Regions from separate parts of the Zea mays genome. Here all the other regions are linked to region 2. The links are chromatin contacts, called in public Hi-C maps. All regions are on one chromosome and are shown on one strand. Each heading gives the region's core, a stretch centred on a gene start, on an enhancer-like site or on the middle of the called end of the contact. The rest is flanking DNA. Distances are from core to core; before and after follow the strand shown. Region 1 overlaps LOC103629388. Region 2 holds the start of LOC100284990 (ATOZI1). Region 3 has its middle 44 kb from the start of TRNAD-GUC.

Region 1 (2,994 bases), core at 72-2,571, 220 kb before region 2:
TGTATGGGCATAATTATATTTCAACATGGGTATGGGGCTATGGGCACAATATAAAATGTGTAAGAACTTAAAAGCAATCATAAGTTACATAACCCAGGGGCTTATTACTTTTTTTCATATTGGATAGGAAGGCAGCACCTTAATACGCAGGCAAGAAGCTAGATTGTCCCTGAAATATACTAATAGAGCCAAAATAAGCAGTATCAAACATTTAGGACATTTATAATTTACGTCACTATTTCTGCCACATATATCCTAAATGTGCAATGCCACAATTCCCTAGGCTACAGTAGCCAGCAAAAACAAAAGAACACATAAGCTGTCATTACTTACCAAGTTGCCATTAAGAACTCCAACCGCGTAATTAGTAACATCAACTGCCTTGGATGACGATAGTGTCTTTTTAACAACACAAAATAAGGACAAAAAACAATATCAATGAGACATGAACAACATTAGCAAGAAAATTATTTGCATGGGAACAGAACTATTATTACCCAATTAAGATACCATCACAAGTGTTAAAGAAGAACCTTATTTTAACTTAACTAGTAGAACTACAGTTTATAATGATTTTTTTCTCGAACGCGCAAGAAAATTGCATGACATTTCATTTAGGGAAGAGAAGATAGTACAACACAAGGGTATGAAACCCCCAAAAAAGGACCACACCACACACACAACCTGGCTAGGGTTGGGAACCACTCAAGGTCGTATCCCTACACATCTTTTGAAGCCCTATTGCATTTGCGAGAAAATTGAGTCCTTTTGCATTGGTCCAACAAGAGCCTTGTTTGTTCCTTCCCACCATTCATCAAAGGAAGAAGTGTCATGTTGGGGAGAAAGGTTCTGGAGGCCGACTGTTATGAGAATGTTGAACCAAGCTTGCCGATAGAAAATGTTAGAGAATCTGCTACATATGGAAGGGCCTGAGCCTGGCAACCCTGTGCCGGTCGGCCACTACTATTATAGATAGAGGAAATTAGGGAGAGGAGTCTGGATCTGATTGATCCTGTATATTATTAGCTTCCATAGACATAGGGGTTTCCTTTTACCTCTCTTCCTCCTCTCCAATATATATGTACACAGTCTGCCCTCATTCAATATACAATAGTTCTTCCTCAATCCTGCTCACTCACATGGTATCACAGACCTAGGTCTACCGACCGATCCTTTCCCCTTTTTTTCGCTTCCGCCTCAGCGCGCGCCCACCACTCGGCGCTGCCATGTCCGGCCTCCCTGCGTCGCCCCTCGACGCTGTCTCCGGCTCCGACGTGCTTCAGCACCCCAACATCGCCGACACTTCCTCAGGCGCCGATCTTCGCGCCGCCAAGGAAGAGGACGAGCGACGAGCTCTGTCCGCCCGTCAGGCTGCCCTTGCGCGCGCGGCTGATGCCGACCACGAGGCCGCGCTTGCCCAGCAGGAACGCGACGCAGCTGAAGCCCGCGTTTGCGCTACCCAAGAGCGCGCCACCAGGGAGCGCGCTACTGCTGCTCCTCCCCAGCCGGAGGAGGACACTCGTTCGTCTGGCACTCACGTTGACGACGACATCCCACCTGCAACTCGGCATGCTGCTCTTCTCCACCATGAGGCAGCCGCGCTGCTAAATCTCCACGCCCAGGTTGTTGCAGTAACCAACATCCGGGCTCTTGTCCCTCTACTCCTTGACACCAACTCCACTTTTTACGCCCGCTGGTCCGAATCTTTCTTTCTCACCCTCACCAAATTTTCTCTGGAATGCCACGTCCTCTCCGATTCTGTTTCGAGTCACCTGATTGGATTCGCATGAATGCCGTCGTCCGCACTTGGCTTCTTGGCACCCTTACCGATGCCCTCGCTGACATCATCTCTCAGCGCGGCACCTCTACCCGCACCCTCTGCTATCTATAGAGTCCCAGTTCCTAGGAAACCGCACCACACGTGCTCTCTATGCCGACCAAGAATTCCGCTCCTTCTCCCAAGGCGATCTCCCGGTCGCCGAATACTGTCGCCGCTACAAAAAACTCGTCGAAGATCTGCGTGATCTCGGCGAACCTGTTTCTGATCGGACTTTAGTCCTCAACATTGTCAGAGGCCTTAACGAGCGCTTCCAGGCTCTTGGTCTCCATTGTAAGTAGAGGGACTCTAACTCTCATCAAGAGGATGACACTATGAGTTGGGGCAATTTTCTGTTTATTTTCTCAAACACTACACAATGCCATACCCATCTAAGGGTTGGAGACCCGTATTTATAGCCCTAGAGGCTGCACTACCACACCTTCTCACACACTACACAACAGGATTGTCCTATAGATGCTAAAGAGACTACAGAGGACAGTCAAAAGCGACTGCTGTCCTCTAGATGCTAAAGAGACTACAGAGGACAGTCAAGCTGTCCTCTAGATGCTAAAGGACTACAGAGGACAGTCAAAAGCGACTGTTGTCCTCTAGATGCTCAAGGACTACAGAGGACAGTCAAAAGCGATTGTTGTCCTCTAGATGCTCAAGACTTATTTCATCATTCTCCCCCTAAGTCTTGGGCGTCGTCTTGTGAGAAAGTTGGGCCATCCCAGACCTGGAGCAAAGCTCAACAAACTTGATCTTCCCAAGGGGCTTGGTGAGCAGGTCTGCAAGCTGATCCTTGGTGTTGATGTAGCGCGCCTTGATGCTCCCTTCTGCCAAGCAGTCTCGGATGAAGTGGTATCTCAGTCGGATGTGCTTGCTCCGTTCATGGAATACGGGGTTCTTGGCCAATGCCAGAGCGGACTGGCTGTCCACCCGGAGTTCCACCGCTCCAGTGTCTCTCCCGAGGAGATCACCGAGCAGTCGAGCCAGCCAGAGCGCCTGAGTCAAAGCAGTGGACGCCGCTATGTACTCAGCCTCGCAGCTGGACATGGCCACCACCTGCTGCTTCACCGACTGCCAGCTAATGAGGCACTTGCCGAGGAAGAAGAGGATCCTGCTTGTGCTCTTGCTAGTGTCGATGTCACCGGCGTGGTCGCTGTCGCTGTACC
Region 2 (3,153 bases), core at 29-2,528:
AAATGTGTCACACAGGTATGCAATGGCAAAGGATCCGACCAGTGAGCCAACAATGTAGCCAGCCGTCATTTTTGCTGCACAAGGATGGACTGAAGTACAGACTATCAGGTCTGATAAATAATGGAATCATGAATAAATGACTAACATATGCAGATGCATTGTAGACAAGGCAAACCTATAGACTGTTCCTCACAAATAACACAAATAAACAGAACATATAGCCTAGCAACAGATAAATCGCCAACACAAAAGCCCGGGGAAGCTATAACATTTCATTGTTAGCAGAAAGACAAACAGTTTTTTTCCAGCAACAAACGAGTGAACCCCGAATCCGTAGCAGGTTATGTTACCAGTATATTATATCCAGTATCCATCTTCATGAAACAAGTGTTACTATTAGTCTTACAGTAACAGCGGCATATGCATGGGAACATTTCAAACCATGAATGATTAACATAAAAGCTTCAATGAAAGTGTAAATAAGAAAGTCACTGGGCTTAAAAGTGACAGTGTTAATATGAATCTCGCCATACTTGAAGTGACCTCCATCCCACATTAACATTACATCCACAATCTTTCTTCAAAAACATGCGTCAATACGAATCTCTCTCACCAGAATTACAGTGACAGTGTCATGTGTAATGTGTACGGTGCAATTCAAACCACGACAAACATCCATATCTATATAGCTAAGACCATTAAAAAGCGAAAATTTCTCCCCACCCAAATTTCCGTCCGTTCGCCTACACGAGCAACAAAAGAAATCAGACATAAATCGACTCAAGTTGGGATGGACGGATCTCCAACCCAGTAAAATACAGAGGGCCGCCGCCGTCAGCGTAAGCACGCGAGGTGAAGTTCCGGATGCCCGCGCCGCGCCCCAATCGGTCGGATCCGCACAGATCTAGTCGTCTGATTCCCACGGCCCCAAGAGGGCAATACCCGACACATGAGTCGTCGTCCGCAGCTACCAGAGATTAGATCAGAGAAGACCCCCGATGCCTGGTGAGGGGAGCGAACCGGCGGAAACCAATGGGAGCAGGGGGCGGAGGAATTACCAACAGCGCGCGGTGCGGAGACGAGGGGCAAACGGCGAGCGGCGGCGCGGGCAAGGAGACGCAGCAAATGGGGAACGAGGCGAGGAGACGTGGGGGGTTCAAATGGCTTTGTGGCGAATGGCGATGACCCGGTGGGCGGCGGCGGCCGGTCTTTCGGATCTCACACTGACTGGGGTCGCCGTGGCCGTGCACCAGGCCTCCGGGCCGGGCGGGCCAACGTGGGCCCTTAGTAAGGGATTGCTTCCAGCCTTGTGGCCCAAAACGACAGGCTATTTTAAGGCCCAAATGAATTACTGGAAGAATGCTCTCCATCACCTATTTTGACTTGGAGCACGCGTGGAGGACGCGGCTGCCGGGCAGGCGTGGAGGCAGGTGACCTGGATGCGCGAGAGGATCCGAGCCGGCCATGGCGGGAGCCGCGGGTTCTCGTGAGGTCCAGGTTAAGGTCCAGCCCAAGCTGACTACGCCGGCAGAAAAGCTTTCGTGAGGTCCCAGTCCGCGTCTCCGCGGGATGCCTAAGTCGCTGACGTCAGCTAGAACGCATTTATTTATTTTTGAGGAGCAAGGCGCACAGTACAAAATCTGCCTACACGCATCTTTGTTTTGTTTTCTTTGACAAAAGATCACGAGTTTTTTTTCGTGATTTGGTTTAACGAACATTGTTTGTTTCAGCTTTCCTTTGAAACAAAAAGAGGTCAAACCTCTGTATATGATTTGGTTTAGTGAACATTCTGTAAAGAGTTCTGTCCGGTAAATATAGCGAATGGTAGCCTCCGCAACCTCTCCAACAATAGTAGAGATGGCAGCGGGTCGGATTTTGTTCGGGTATAATAATACCTAACCCGAAATTGTACCCGAGACTTCTACAAATATCCATACACATCAAGTCAATCGGGTGAAAAACTGTACCCGTACCCATGCCCATCGGGTATCCACCGGGTATCGAGTATCTATTGGATATGTTATTGTAGACTAAATAATATTCGGTCAGTGTTATAATAAATGCATAAGATATTTTAGTTTCCATTTAAGCACTAGTGCAACACGAGAATGACTATATTTGGCTACACGTTCATATAGTATCTCAACTCATAATTATCACATCCAATAGATTTAAATTAGCAGTACTGAAGCAGCCAGCTGCTAGCACCAGCAACCTGTGGTCGTGCATGTGCCCATGGTGAAGTAGCAGCATGCAGCAAGCCATGATTAGTGTGTATTTTTTGGCTCCATTTTTTATAGGTCTTAATTTTTAGTGGATGTAGCATATTTAGAGCAACTCCAATAATTCTCTAAAAGACTTCCTAAATCAATAATTTAGGTAGTTAATATGAAAACTATTCTCCAACAGTTCTCTAAATGAACTTTCTAAATTTAACAACTTGTCATCTAACCTCATTTTCTCTCTACATTTGGCAACCATTTAACAACTCCCTAAACAAAAATGTTGACTGCATTATATAGTTTTTGTGACTTATTTTTTATGTGGATAAATACAAAACAAAATTACAACCTATATTTAGACAACTATTGGAGAACTCATATTTTTTTACTCTAAAAGCTATTTAGCAACTTTTAAATCTGTGATTTAGAAAGCTAAAATTTACATAACTATTGGAGTTGCTCTTAAAGAGGTATATTAATTTATCGAGTATCCACTGGATACCCGCGGGTAAAGTATTTTATCTATACCCGACTCGGTATATTTTAGGTATCCGATCCGATAGGACCCGCGGGTGAATTTTTTCTACACGTATCCATATCCACGGGTTCAACTGTCATGCCTAAACAACAGTTTGTATCAGCTCCGGTAAATTTAGCGGCAACCGTCAGACGCGCTAAATATGGCGTTTCTCATCGCTTACTATCACATCGTCTCTCTCACGCCGCACTATCCCCAACTGTCTCTGTCTCCTATGAAGCTCCGCTGCTCGAACCACCATGGCATAGGACAGACCATGCAATCCACTTATTCAATGAAATGTCGGACAAGCAAAATAAAGACACCAGTGATGTTTCTTTTGTCTAATGCAAATTTATTTTACAAAACATATTTGAATAGCATTTTCTTCTCAAAAAGATTAGTAATATAATA
Region 3 (3,129 bases), core at 143-2,642, 260 kb after region 2:
GGATTCACTTTTATCGGACCCCATACACCTCTACCGAGGAGGCGAGGCAGGGTAGCACTATGCGGCCTTTCCAAAGTTCCACTAGTTCGAGAAAACCCGCTACGGATTCAGGACGAAGGAAGCATAGGAATCCCTCGTCCGAAAAGCTTTACAAACAGTTTGACCCGAGGACCTTTCTGTACTCTAGCAGCGACGCCTCCCCGCTTGCCCCTTCCGGGTAAGTTAATCTCTCACTAGCTTTCCTAATTACATGGCCAAGGGCGTCCCATTCCACCCTTGTGTTAGCACTATTTTCCCGAGTGGTTCTCCATGTTCCAATTAACATGATGATCTTATCATGAATAATAATTAAAACAAAAACATAATTGGAACATGATCATAATAAAACATTAGTTTCCCAAAACCAGGTAGAACAATAGCAAATCTACCCAATAGTTCATCTGTTTGCAACGTGTGGATAAACAATACTAGGGAAACCTATTAGGTCCCATCAAATTAACCTGAGCATGTCACAATGATTAACAGGAACATTATTAGGTAAAGAAGAGTGATCAAGGGCACAACTAGCCTTAGACTTGAGATTCCTAGGTACTTCTCCAAGCTAGTCTTCAAGTTTCTCGTGACCTCACCGCTATTCATAGCAATACATACAAATAGACATGGAGTACATAAAAATAATAGTACACCAAACATGAGAACAAACAACGTAAGAATATTCTACGCGCTGTTACGAGGTCGTGGGATCAAGAACCACTAGAATCGGAGTTACGATTATAAATATATGACTTTCCGAAGTTAAATAGTAAAATAATGTCCATGTTAATATAAACCATGTGAAAGATATATTAAACAGATATAACTGAATTATTACAGGTCACCACTTGATTATAAATCTTATCTTGGTCAAATTACAACCTTTATTAAAAGTTTAGTTGAGCAAACATAAGCTAAATAAATTTCTAATTATACAAGTATGTGAGATGCCATAATCAGCATTGTTGATGCATAGATAATTTTATTATGAAGCTAACGCAATTTGAACGAATCAAATCGGAGTTATAATTCAAAAGTTATGAATTCTCCAAGTTTCTAGACAGTTTAATATTTATTTTATACCCGAAATAGCTTCCAGGGGTGTTTCTACAAATTTCAGGGACTACTTTGTAATTTAATATTTAGTCGAGGACCAAACTATTAGTTTCTTTGAACTACTGGGGACGGCGGGTTAGTTTCAAGATTCTTTAGGGTCTCTTATGCAATAAAGCTGAGCCAAAGGGGTATTGGCTGATCTCAGCCAGTCGATCCGATTTGAACGGTGTTGATTAGATGGCATCTACCCTGAACCGGTACAAAGTCTCTGCCGTCCGATCCACACTCGATAGCCAGGATTTAAAACACCCTAGATCAATACTCGAGCGCCAAACGATGGATCAACGGTCCGGATGCTTCCACTCTCTGCTCAACCCACATCCCTTCGATCAAACTCAACGTCCCAGATTTAATTCACGAGGAGGTATGTCTTAACTCTAATCTGAACCACCCACTGGGGCATCAACGGCCCAACGCCGGTACCTACCCCAAGCCCTAAGATCACTGATCAACGGTTTGGCGCATCACCCCTGCCCCGAGCCGCAATGAGGCGGCGGCGCGCTTCCACCCCAGCGGCGCACCCGCTAGAGCCAGGTGCTCCAGACCCCCAGTGCCTCAACATCTACGCTTACCCGAGCCACACAAAGCGGAGGGAGAACCTAGCAGCATGGGCAGAGGCTTACCTACAATGAAGCATGCGAACGAGCTGGCTATGATCCACAACACCCCACGACGACAGTGTATGCGGCGACGAATAATTTCGGCGACAGCGAGGCTCCCCCCCAACCTAGTGATGCCACGGATGCCTTCCACATGCACACGCGCAAGCCCTTGATTCCCATCAATGGCACGCAGTCGCCGCACGGTCAGTTTCCCCTGTGGTAGCTTCAACTCCCATTTGCCCTGGTGTTCTCAAACCCGTTGACTTTGTTAAATGGCTCGGTCTTCGGTTTGATGGGCGAGGAGGTCACGGGGGGCTCGAGTTTTATAGCCGCGGGGTGAGGACACGCTTGGCCGGCCCGACCCCGAGATCAGCGCGAATCAGGGGGGAGTTTGTTGCGGCCAGCAGGACACCGGGTTTGTTACCGAGAAAATAGGGGGAAGGAGATGGAACTGTCACCTGGGACCCACGGTCGGTGCCGGCGCGAGCGCGAGAGGAAAAAACTGGCTGCGGGACCTGCTCGTCGGTGCCCTAGGACTGGGCTGAACGCGCATGTGGCAGTGGGCCGGCAGAGAGGGTGGGTTTGGCGGGCGGCACTGTATGTTGGGCCGCGGCCAGGTCAATTCGCCCATGCGGCAACAGGTGAGTTTCTCTTTTCCTTTTTTTGTTTTCTGGTTTTATTTTCTATTCCATATTTCAAATTCAAATATGGATTTTTGGTTGGCAAATTCAAGTGTGAATGCACAAAACAAATCTTGGCATAGATGCAAGGTATAATTTAGGTTAACTACTTTATCACCCTTTTTAAACAAATGCTTCCTAACACAATAATAATTAATTCAATCCATTAAATAATCAGAGGTCCCCTCGTCTATTTCCTATTTCTGAACCACAAATCACATTTCTAGTATTAAAAGTTCAAGACTAAATTTGAATCTCCCATTACCACCATGTTATTCATTAAAATGATCTTTATTGTGAACATTTTTAATTATTAATGTTATAAATTCTAAAGTAGGATTTTGGGTGTTACAATTTTTCAGTCTCTTTGTTTTTTCCTTCCAAATCTCGATGTTGCTTTTACTTCTCATAGGTTGAGACCAACTTTCAGTGACCAAATCTCTGAAGTTCGGTCTAAGCTTCCAACATAGATCATATCTAAAGTCTTTTCTAGCTGAGTTCGAGACCCCTACACTTAACCAAGGGGGGTGTGATTCGAAAAGATCTGCCAAGACCTTTAACACAATGTCATGTTAAGCAAGATCCCAAACGGGACTAACCAAACATCTATCCAACTTTTCAAATGTGGGATCACTGTGATTGTTCGACCAAGTGTACAATCTATTAGAAAGGGCCAACTCTATCAGGCTATGTTGAAT

The links. A called contact is a pair of places that touch in the nucleus more often than the background predicts.
Region 1: a Hi-C map of endosperm shows a contact between it and region 2, with 1.8 times the contacts expected there. The contact joins the enhancer-like site here to the promoter of LOC100284990 in region 2.
Region 3: a contact with region 2 is called in a Hi-C map of ear, with 2.8 times the contacts expected there. The contact joins the enhancer-like site here to the promoter of LOC100284990 in region 2. A contact is called at or near these places in 3 of 25 Hi-C or Micro-C datasets (ear, endosperm and tassel).

Annotation. Positions count from the first base shown.
Region 1 is chr6:68,376,303-68,379,296 of Zm-B73-REFERENCE-NAM-5.0, reverse strand. It overlaps LOC103629388, which reads right to left. Exons shown (of 13, transcript XM_008650525.4): 4 at 334-399. Among protein-coding and RNA genes, the nearest start is that of LOC103629388, 13 kb to the right of the region's middle. Within about 2 kb of position 1,321, at least 1 of the 20 cell types and tissues checked has an H3K27ac peak or open chromatin away from gene starts, as enhancers often do. A contact at or near this core is called in endosperm, where this site is marked.
Region 2 is chr6:68,155,008-68,158,160 of Zm-B73-REFERENCE-NAM-5.0, reverse strand. It overlaps LOC100284990 (ATOZI1), which reads right to left and starts at 1,278. Exons shown (of 3, transcript NM_001157885.1): 1 at 1,059-1,278; 2 at 1-89. The coding sequence starts at 69.
Region 3 is chr6:67,899,999-67,903,127 of Zm-B73-REFERENCE-NAM-5.0, reverse strand. No RefSeq gene overlaps it. Among protein-coding and RNA genes, the nearest start is that of TRNAD-GUC, 44 kb to the right of the region's middle. Within about 2 kb of position 1,392, at least 20 of the 20 cell types and tissues checked have an H3K27ac peak or open chromatin away from gene starts, as enhancers often do. A contact at or near this core is called in ear, endosperm and tassel, where this site is marked.